Linked DNA regions of Larimichthys crocea: region 2 is linked to region 1. The links are chromatin contacts, called in public Hi-C maps. All regions are on one chromosome and are shown on one strand. The core of a region is the stretch at or near the end of the contact, and the rest is flanking DNA. Distances in the headings are between cores, read along the strand shown.

What was found. A called contact is a pair of places that touch in the nucleus more often than the background predicts.
Region 2: a contact with region 1 is called in a Hi-C map of muscle, with 10 times the contacts expected there. The contact joins the promoter of commd10 here to the promoter of dmxl1 in region 1. A contact is called at or near these places in 5 of 7 Hi-C or Micro-C datasets (all in muscle).

Annotation. Positions count from the first base shown.
Region 1 is chrIII:37,220,896-37,226,570 of L_crocea_2.0, reverse strand. It overlaps dmxl1 (Dmx like 1), which reads left to right and starts at 3,171. Exons shown (of 50, transcript XM_019269763.2): 1 at 3,171-3,539; 2 at 5,293-5,527. The coding sequence starts at 5,441.
Region 2 is chrIII:37,437,082-37,442,126 of L_crocea_2.0, reverse strand. It overlaps commd10 (COMM domain containing 10), which reads left to right and starts at 3,429. Exons shown (of 7, transcript XM_010733191.3): 1 at 3,429-3,595; 2 at 4,631-4,721. The coding sequence starts at 3,567. It overlaps ap3s1 (adaptor related protein complex 3 subunit sigma 1), which reads left to right. Exons shown (of 6, transcript XM_010733190.3): 6 at 81-934. The coding sequence ends at 209.

The sequences.
Region 1 (5,675 bases), core at 1,922-4,421:
TGCCCCTACCACTGAAATACACAGCTTCGGCTGAGAGTACATGATGCTCACTGAGACAGAAAAAAATGAATACTTGATACTATTTGATACTTGATACTACTACACAGCAAAAAGAAAAACAACTGTCCAAGGCGCACAAAATAGGATTTTGCTTTTGCACACAATGCTGGTATAGAAAAAGTCACATACCAATGCATTTGTAACTATATAAATAGTAATTAATATTATTATTACAATTCAGTCTGTATCCTCCCTGTTATTTCATCTTTGCAGCCTTAGATTAAAAATCTATTTGGCCATCTTTATTTATCTAACCTTCATATACTTTAACATAAGATACTTTTAACAATCCTAAATAGGAGATTGTAGAACAGGGTGTTTTTAGTGCCTGCACTGAAAAGAAACTGCAGCTAGCAAATAACTACACACTCTTACACAAACTCAGAGAATTCAATATAACACTGAAGAGCAATATCCTTTATACACCATGGACTAGAGTTAGTCTATGAAAGAATTCTCTTTTATTTTCTCTGTGAATGCTGCTCAAAGTCAAACCCACTGGCAGAAAACTGAGATGGTAAAACTAGACAGGGTGACATTAATACACAAGGATGGATGGTGTGTGTAGGTGTGTGCACAAGCCTGTGTGCAAGAATATTATGTGAAATTTTTTTTCTACATGGAGTGCACATAAATGTAACCTTCAGTGATGCAGTGGTCATGCATGTGTGTGTCAAAACTGAAAGGTGATGTAATATTTAGCACAGTTATACTATGAAGCTACATCTTTAATAATGCTGTGACCTACTTCCTGACTGGAAAGTCAACAGTTTCATCATCACCACCATCTAACTGCCACGACAATAAATGTCGCCAACCTTCCCTAATGTTACTGACATGTCAGCCATTTTAATTATTCACAGAGAGTGTCTGTCCCATTTATCTCTGCATGCTTTAATTGGGTTTGAAGCCTCCAACCCCCCCATCCTCACTCACTTCCCCATTCAGTGATGTTTTGCCCATTATAATTGACCAGAATGTGCAGAAATATAGTCCATTAATTGAAATTAAGAAGTCAGCTGCTGGCTAAATATTATGTAGAGCAAAGATAAGATTACATATTATAATGTACATATTCTGTGTTCATTCACTGTCATGAATGAATGAGTCTCATCTTTTCTCATTCTCCATGTTATTTTTGACTATAATAGTAACAATATTAATTATTATTACATGTTCATAGATAAGATAAGGCAATAATAATACCACCAATAAATAAATAAAATTGCATTGCTTACATTATATTTACAGTGAGACTGCTGGCTCACTTCAACCATTTGGAGGTCAAAATAAATCAAGAGGGACACCTTGTGGTTATTTAGGCTTAATGCAAGGACTCAAAACACGTTCCACCAACCCCTCTGTCCTTTATCACAGAGACAATATTGCATGAGAGGTACATTAAAACTCTATTATGGAAAGTTATGGAAAGTAATTTCATACCACTTAAAAAATTAGACATAGAAAATTATAGATTCATTTTCCCGGTATACCAAATACCAATAATTTTTTGCCCTTAACAAAAAATGACCAAGATAGTGCTCCTTTAATGACAATGATGTTCGCATCTTGGACAGGGAAGACAGGTGGTTTGAAAGAGGAGTGAGGTAGGTTATCTATGTAAAAGTAGAGAAACCTTCATTCAACAGAGGAGGAGGCCTCAGACACCACTTACCCCCCAGCTACAATGCTGTCCTTTCATCACTCCCCAGGAGACTGAACAGCACTTCACACCTCATGTGACTCTAACGACCATCGGCCACACCAGACCTCAGGTGACCATCACTGACTCTGACGACAGTTGTCACAATGGGCAGGTCTACAAGCTTTCCTAGTATAAACACACAGACTCCCCACCAGTCTTCTCTTCTATCGATCTATAAACACTCCAGTTGCCCCAGACTTAAACCTTTTTTGAAGAAAGATGACGTGGACTATGGACGACTGAGTACCTTCACAGAATAAAAAGAAAAAAATATATATAATTTATATTCTACAATTAAGCAAACAGCACATTCAAATAGATGGCAACTATGCCAGTGATGTGTTTAGTTTCATTTGCAAATAGCATTGAAATACTAAATTGCTAGAACATTAACTGATGTCTCACCTGAGTGTGGTGGTGCAGAAGTGTACAGGGAGGTGTGGTTACAGGTGCACCTGAACACAGCTAAAATGTTTGACAGTTTAACCAGTTTGTGTCTCCACAGATCTCCACTGTTTGTTTCATCTTGACACCATGTGTTGGTAAAATAATAGTTAGAAACTAGAAAAAATTCTAAATTTTGAGTGTGCCCTGTCGCCCCCATACAATATTATTATTGACACTGCTCAGCAAATTCATACATTTGAATTGAGTCTTTTTTTTTGCCTTTATATTGCTTTAACTGTAGGCAGGTGTGTGCTTTATTTCTACGGCCACTTTCTATTTTTTATAGTTTTTGTATAGATGTTTAGCACGGGTTAACTTCTTAACACAGTTTTTGTATAGATGTTTAGCACGGGTTAACTTCTTAACACAGTTATAGATTTATTTTCTATGAAAATGTTTAATTCCCGTGCACATTTTTTACTTTTACTGTTTAACTCCTGGACATTTTTAATTCCTCTGTACATATTTAAATCCTATGCAAATGTTTAATTTCTCTGCAAATTCTATCTATCTATCTATCTATCTATCTATCTATCTATCTATCTATTCAAGTATATTCAAGTATATTTAAGTATAAACCCGGAGGACCTGCTTGGTGTTTTAATTTGGGTGAATGTGGAAATCTGTGTGCTTGATTGCCTGCAAAATCTATTGTTGATGTAACTGCCAAGAGCAACTTGAGGGTTGAAAATAGGGAAATTGGGTTTTAAAACAAATCACAGTTCTGCCAACATTGGCGTATTTAAATGAATCCTCATATGGAGTGGAATATTACGTCTAAATATCTATCTAGAGTACAAAAGTCTATCTATCTATCTATCTATCTATCTATCTATCTATCTATCTATCTATCTATCTATCTATCTATCTATCTATCTATCTATCTATCTATCTGATTCCAAAGCTGCCCTCTCGCCCCTGCTGTCAAAACTACAAGGACCACAATGCATTGCGGCGTAATAGTCACTATCATGACACATCTTCAACATAAGGAAAAGCTTCCTCCTTGGAAACGTTTTATTTGCTAACCTTGGGGAGACGTTGGCTCCTTGTTGTGGTTGGCAGCCTGAGAGGTAACTCGGAAACTGTTCGCACCGGGAAGCGGAGCGTGTCAGGCGCTGAATGTGTGTCACCAGTGATCCGCAGCTAGCTTTGTAGCTCAGGAGCTCGCTAAAACAGAGCATTGCGTGCTAGTGCGCGCTAACGCTAGCTAACTGGGAGACCGTAACATTTAACGTAGGAGAGCTGCGGTCAGCAAAGAGAGCAGCTCAAAGAGGGACCTGCTGTCCGTGTGTCTACAGGACATGCTTCAAAATAACCACACAAAGTAAGTCACTAAGTGCTTTCTCCCACATCGGCCGCGTCACCGTGTTTGTTGTCAAACTGCAGATGGCTAGCTAAACTTGACAGCTAAGTTAGCGTGTGATTCGAGGACTTGGAAACATTCAGCTAATGTATGAAAGGTTTGCCTAAAAACACGAAGACATCTATCAAATGACGCGTTTTTATTTATTTTATTTAAACGGGTGACACGGTGTCAGCCAGATGTTGTGGTGTCATTTGCTCTGTGCTGGCGTGTGAAACGTTATCACGTGAGTTGCCACCACTCAGGAAACATAACTCACATTTTCTCCAGTTATAAAACACTTTAACATTACTGCCGCACTTGGTGTTCACGTCTTTTGACCAGACTACGACCGTGACTATCACAAGGACTTTGTTTCGATAACTAATATTTTGTATTTAACGTCAGAATAACCAGTTATGTGCGTCAGCTTGCGCCTAAAAAGGTGACATACAACTACACCAGTAAGCCTTTTAAACCTGATATATGTTCATTTTTGTTCCATGCGTGTTAAGTTCCTCAATTCTTGCGTGTATGATTGCAAAGTTTATTGTGCTAAGAGACAATGAAGACAAACTGAGGCACAAAGTGGATTAACTGGACTTGGAGTGTTGTAGTAAGGTGTAAGCTTACACTGTGCTGACCCACTTGGCTCATAGACACCTGCTCTGCACCATTTCAATAATGGCCTTTTTTTTATGTCTATTGGCCTTGATTTACAGCCAACATCCAGATCTAAAACACTGGATTTCTTAAAAGTCAGTGTTGTTACTCATATATCAAATAACCTGATCTGTCTCTATTACTTTAGCACCTCCTGGAGTTGTTGTAATACGGCTGGACTGCATTGAAAATATGTTATTATAACATATCTAGTGTCTCTTACTGTGACTGTAATACAGTCGGCCTCTTTATGGACAACAGATGCAACTCAGCCGCTTGCTAACTTTGATGCCATTACTTGAATAAACGTAATAATGAAAGCTAAATAAATCATCAATCAGTGATGCAGTTTTAATTATTATGCACTGATGACAGTCATTTGCTTTTTTAAATGGCAGCGCACAGAAGTTGTCACCGGCCTCCTAAAAAGTCTTGACTCCCAGAATGTTACAGACTTGGACTTGCATGGCATCAACTATTCCAGCATCCCCTTGCTTGTCCTTTATTTTATATATATATATATATATGTATATGTATTAGGCTTCCTCAAAGCCCTCCTCCAGGTTTCCATCCACCCTAGTCATCGCAGTTCCTGAATATGCTAATTAGTTTGTCACTAAACAAGCTGACTGTGTTTATTTTTGCAGTGAAGGAACTCTCAGTGATAACCTCTAAAATGGCTGACACATTGCATGGCATGGATTTTAAGATAAGGCCACTGGGGTCGAATGAGCTTTGACACCACTGTGCCTTTTTCAGCTGCCTGCATGTCAGATAGGTTCAATTTTTATTTGCTGTGGGTCCTCTCACAAAACTACTTGTATGTTTTTGGGCATCAGTGTCCCATTTTGTGACAAATTTTTTATGCGTTTTTTAACTGGCTCAGAAAAGTGTAAAAGTAAATGTTATGACTTAAACGATTCACACATCATCTGTTTCCTACTTTATTCTAGTAGTTGTGAGTATTAAATCAATTTACAGTCAATATCTGTGAGTCAGTTTATGGACTAAAACATTCTCTGTTTACATGTCTGTGTTTTTATCTCTCTCTCTCTTATTATCTTCGTAACAGCAAGTCTCTGGAGAGACACTGAACTGAAATTACAGGCTACAGATGAAGATGAACACACATTTCCCATGGTTTCCTATGAATCTCACCTGGAGTGGGAGGGCATTGTGAGAGAGAAGGAAGGAGCACAAGGGGACTGTAAACAAGAGTCATGAATCTCCATCAGGTCCTCACTGGGGCTGTCAACCCTGGAGACAATTGTTTCTCTGTAGGCAGCGTCAACAATGTGCCATTCACGGTAAGATATTTCAAGCTCTGGAAATATTTCCCTACCAGCTATTTAGGAGCTCTGACCCTTAGGGGGTGGCCAAATAGATCTGTCAGAACACATTTCTGTTCTGAGTTGCTTATGAATATAAATATAGAAAGTAAAGTACAGTATGAAA
Region 2 (5,045 bases), core at 2,180-4,679, 220 kb before region 1:
TGATTTACTGATGTGTGTGTTTGTGTGTGTGTGTGTGTGTGTGTGCGTGTGTGTGTGTGTGTGTATGTGTGCACGTGTAGGCCGGTATTGCAGGAGCGCCTGCTCGTGCTGTATCAGCTGTAAAGAACATGAACCTCCCGGAAATGCCCAGAAACATCAACATTGGTGACATCAGCATAAAAGTGCCAAATTTACCCTCCTTCAAATAGTGGCAGCGAGATCCTGAACCTGCAGATGTCAGCCAATGTTTACCGTGATGCAATCTGTTTACCAAAACCTCAAATTACTAACTTTTATCAAAACTATACATCTTGAAGGTACTGTGTGATTTGACACTCCTTGTTCTGGTGTTATCTCTTTGTTTTTCCTATTAAAGAAAAGAGTTTTGTGTGTGTGTGTTTTTTTTTTTTTTTTCTGTTGGAAGGAAAAATGAAGTATTTATTTATCAGTGGTACATTCCTTCTGCCTCGCTGGGGGGTTGGCCCCCTGATGTTTAGCTGCTACAGTACAGATCTGTGTCAGTTTGTAACAGAAATGACTCAAGTGTTTACTTAAAAGAGAAAGTGTGGCAGGGAGTGAAGTTTGGGGACTTTAGTCTTATTGGTTTGGTTCTTCCAGACTAATCAATGGAAGAAAGAGCATGAAACCATCTTAAACACCAAATTGGAACAGGTCTGCTACAGTATTGAAAGTCAAACATTACAGCTCGTTTGTAAAATCAGAGCAAAAAGTACAGAATATTATTATATTGCAGATATGCTGTGTGATAGAAATATGAATATATATATGCTGAAATGATTTTTTTTCTTTTCTTATTTGTATGCAAAATATTTTTAAATGATTTGTCATGTCTTATCAAATATTCCTCTTAATTTTAATCTGTGCATGACTTTTTTTCTCTTCTTTTTCAACATAATAAACAGTTGAAACTCAACCTGTGTTTGTGTTATTTAATTGCTACTATTAGCTTATACTGTGTTTGATAGAGTACAGTCTTTAAAAAAATGTGCAGCATGGTGTTATGTACATTGCCCTGAAGACGTTCCAGGTCATCAAGAAAGCAATGAAGTACAACATTAGCAAATTTTGCCACTTTATAAAGACCCCTTACAAAGAGAGGTTATGTAACTGATGACTGCATCAATGCATTATTGTTTAATCAAATAATTTACCAGTACTAAATGTTACGGGAATTTTAAAGAAAAAACCCTTAAATAAGGAGGATCGGATTCAAAGCATCAAAGTTTAGGTTGAATTTATTGTTCTTGTACAAGAGGAGCGTTTCACAGTGCAACACACTAAAGGGCGTACAGAGAAAAAGGCTCCCTGAAGAGCTCTGCCAGTTGGTTCTTGTTAACAGACAATTTGCATATAATGCATCTAAACTGTTTTCTTCAACATATCCCCTAATCAGTAGCCAGTATGTCCCCAATCTAGATGTCACCTCTCTGATCTGTCCCTGGACCTCATTCTGTTCTGAAATCCCTCTATTCATACATTAACCTGAACTTTACCTTACCCTGCCAGTCTCAGTAAAACAGCAATAAAGAGAAATGCCCTCAAGACATGTAATAAATAGGAACAAACATCATATATAAGTTAAAACATCTAAATAGCTGTATAACCCTGATTTTTATGACACTAAATACCAAAAGTGTGGGATAACCAAGTATTTTTCTAATGTCATCTTCAAACAGAAATATGCCACTGAGCCCTGTAGCCGCTAACTATGAATATTTCCTAAGATTCTTTATAGGAAAAATCATTATTCCCTAATGTCTAAGCTAAGTGTGGACACAGTTGGACTACTTTATCAATAATTAATAGCTGTTTGGTCAATGGCTGTGTCCCAGCTTGCTTTAAATTTGCTGTCATTCACCCTCATGATCAAAAAACATAATTTAGATCTGTCTGTTCCAAATAATTACAGATCAAAGCTCTCATTTTTATCCAGATTTCTTGAAAAAGCGTTCCTGATAAATTCAGTCTGGTTTCAGGATGGGCCATAACTGCTCTATTTTCCAAAAATCTAAAAACACTCAAATATACTCTTTCCATTGAAGATGTAAAACCATGGATGACAAAAAGCATCATTTGGCTAAACCAGAATAAAACTGAAGTCCTTCTGTCTCTCACCCACAATCAATGTCCTCAGGCCTCTGTCATTAAATGTAAAGTCTCATGCAAAAAATCTCAGTTTAAAATATGATAAACATGTCACATATTTGGAGCCTATAGTTCACGTTGCAGTTCTCTTTATGTAGGAATCAGCCCTGTGTAGGAAGCCCTGTCTTGCCTTTCCTTAAATCCTCACTGATACAAGAAGTACAGAACTGATTTTAAGACTTCATTACTTCCGTGCATGACTATTTTTTCTTCTTTTTCCAACATAATAAACACCTGAAACTCAACTTGTGCTTATTTTACTTGTACTTTTAGCCTATAATGTTAATATGTGTTTGTTAAAGTACACTTAACAAAATGCATTTCATTACATTGTCCTGAAGATGTTGCACTGACAATACTGCATGTAGCAGGTATGGCAGGTCATCACTTTAGGTGGAGCGAACAGTGAAATACAATTTTATTGCTCTTTAAACGCACTTTTGTCAACATTTGTTGATTCCATATGTGCTCTATAAATAAACTTGACTTGACCTTAACAAGACCAAACTTGTGAAAAAGGACTTCAGTACTCTTCAACACTCCTTCGTAAACAGGTCCCTAATGCAAATCTTTTTTGTTAATCTACATTTGTACACTATTTTTTCAATATTTTGCATATTATGTCATCTTCCCTGTATAGCTTTATTTTTATATTTTACACATTTTTAGTTTTGTTTTTAAATAAACATTTTATTGATTATTAAAGTATTTCTGATTCTGATCTGATTCTGATTCTGACATTAATTTATTAATGACTCCAGAAGGCTTACTAATAACTAACTTACAGCATTAATTATTGGATTAAAAACATTTTTAACTGCATTTTATATAATAAAAATAAAGCAGGAGACCTGTCAATGGGTAATAACCTGACAATCCAAAATGTATTTTAATTAATACTTGAGGTTTAGTCACTGATTTAAAACCATAACAAAAGCATTACTTATAACTTTATAAAGGCCATCTTATTAGAGAGTGGTGCCAGTGACATGATATCGTTTACCTTCATACTTTGGCTGAGACGTAATTGTCGCGCATTTGTGTCCGGCTCTGTTTGTCCATCGCGTACTCCGTAGTGACTCATGTTGCGGACACTTGTGCGCAACTTTTACGCAAACTATGCGCCAACGAACTCCACTGTTCATTCTCCATTTTCTATAAAATCAAATGATATATTATTGTTAACACTGTTGGAGTACATCAGCGCCACACATTTTATTTATTTTATATTATTTTTTAAATATTTCATTCATCTTTATTCTTTACTCGACTGCGCATTGTCACGTGATCAGTCTCGTGACAGCAGGAGGAAGAAGGAATGACAACAGCGCGAGGATGCCGCAGCAGCTCTGACACTTTTCAGCACCTCGTCTTTTATTTACACAAAGCTGCGGACAACGATGACTTCGGTGATAAAAGAAACACAGAGGTGGGCAGTTTGCTTTAAAGTTCAGCTGCCTGTAGCCTGACTGAGACACGAAGGCATCCTCAAAGTTATCCGTGTTGTTATTTGACGCATAAAAACATGGCTTAGGGTTAATTTATGTTACTGCTGGCATCATCAACCTGTGGGTGGGAAATATATGATACTAACTGCAAACACTGTGGTGGGAAACTGTACTGGAGTGCAAATCTTAAAATGTTCATAGTGAGAGCTGGCACAGTGCTCCACACAGACACGGAGCTATCACTACATTTGAGAGGGACATCTCAAATTTCAGGTTATTGTGTTCACAAGTTGATAACTAACTGTAGCCATGATGAATAATTTTAGGCTGAGTAATCACAACCTGGGGCTAAAAAGTCACAATTCTTTAAGCACAGCAGTTCTGAATTATTTATAGTGTTACTTCCTGTTTACTGTGACTGAATTGTTATTATTTAATTGATTGAAATAACAATAATAGGATTTTAATTTAGATCAAGAGTCAAGGATGTATGTCATTGCCCAAAAGACTGAGAATACATTACACGTACTGTACATATTCACATGCAAACATGTGGAAAATCTAAAACCAGTTATTATGTAAAATGCAACTGTGGCTTGAATCCACCGTTCTTCAGAAATAGTTATTTTAAGTACAGCAGGAAGTGTTTATGATACTGCGACCTGACTCTGTGGAATTACTACTTGCATGTAAATGTGAAATTAAAATGTGCATTTTAATGTACATATGGACAGCTAGTGAAATAGTTGCAGCATATTTACATTAGTGTGTGTGTGTGTGTGTGTGTGTAGACCTAATTGTCTCACATTTATCTACACACAGCCTCATTTTAGGTTTATAATGTGTGTGTTTGTTGTTAATGTAAAGAGGCAACTTTGACAGCTGGACTGAAATATAATAATAATATTTATGACGTCATACTTGGGCAGTAAACCTTTTTTCATTCGGTTACTTGGCTGAAAGATCTGAGTTCTTTCTACAACGCTCTTGACTCTTTTTTCTTTTTTTTCAAACAGCATAAAAGAAGCAGTGACTTTCATCAACGCGATCGATGTGAACAAGTTCTCCAGGCTGATCTCCCGCATCATACAAAAGCTTCATCTAAAGGTACAGAGACTCCACAGTGTTATCCGTGCCAAAGACAATAGGCTTTTGGGGGCTTTTGCAGCAAAGCTGTAGTGCCAGAGAGAGCACTGCATGCATAATTTGAGCATCAGTCAGACTTGGCTCTAATGAATGCACACTCATGCCTGGACCTGTTGATCTCTCTGTTTTTTTTTCTTTTTTTACAAGACTTTACTGGCTGTCAAAAGGTGTCAGTCATTTATTTCAAGAACAATTTGTCTGTTAAGTTTAACGCAATGAGAAATTAATTTTGTTCATGAACAATGTTACGTTTGACATGTTAAATCATAACAAACCACAGGAGTG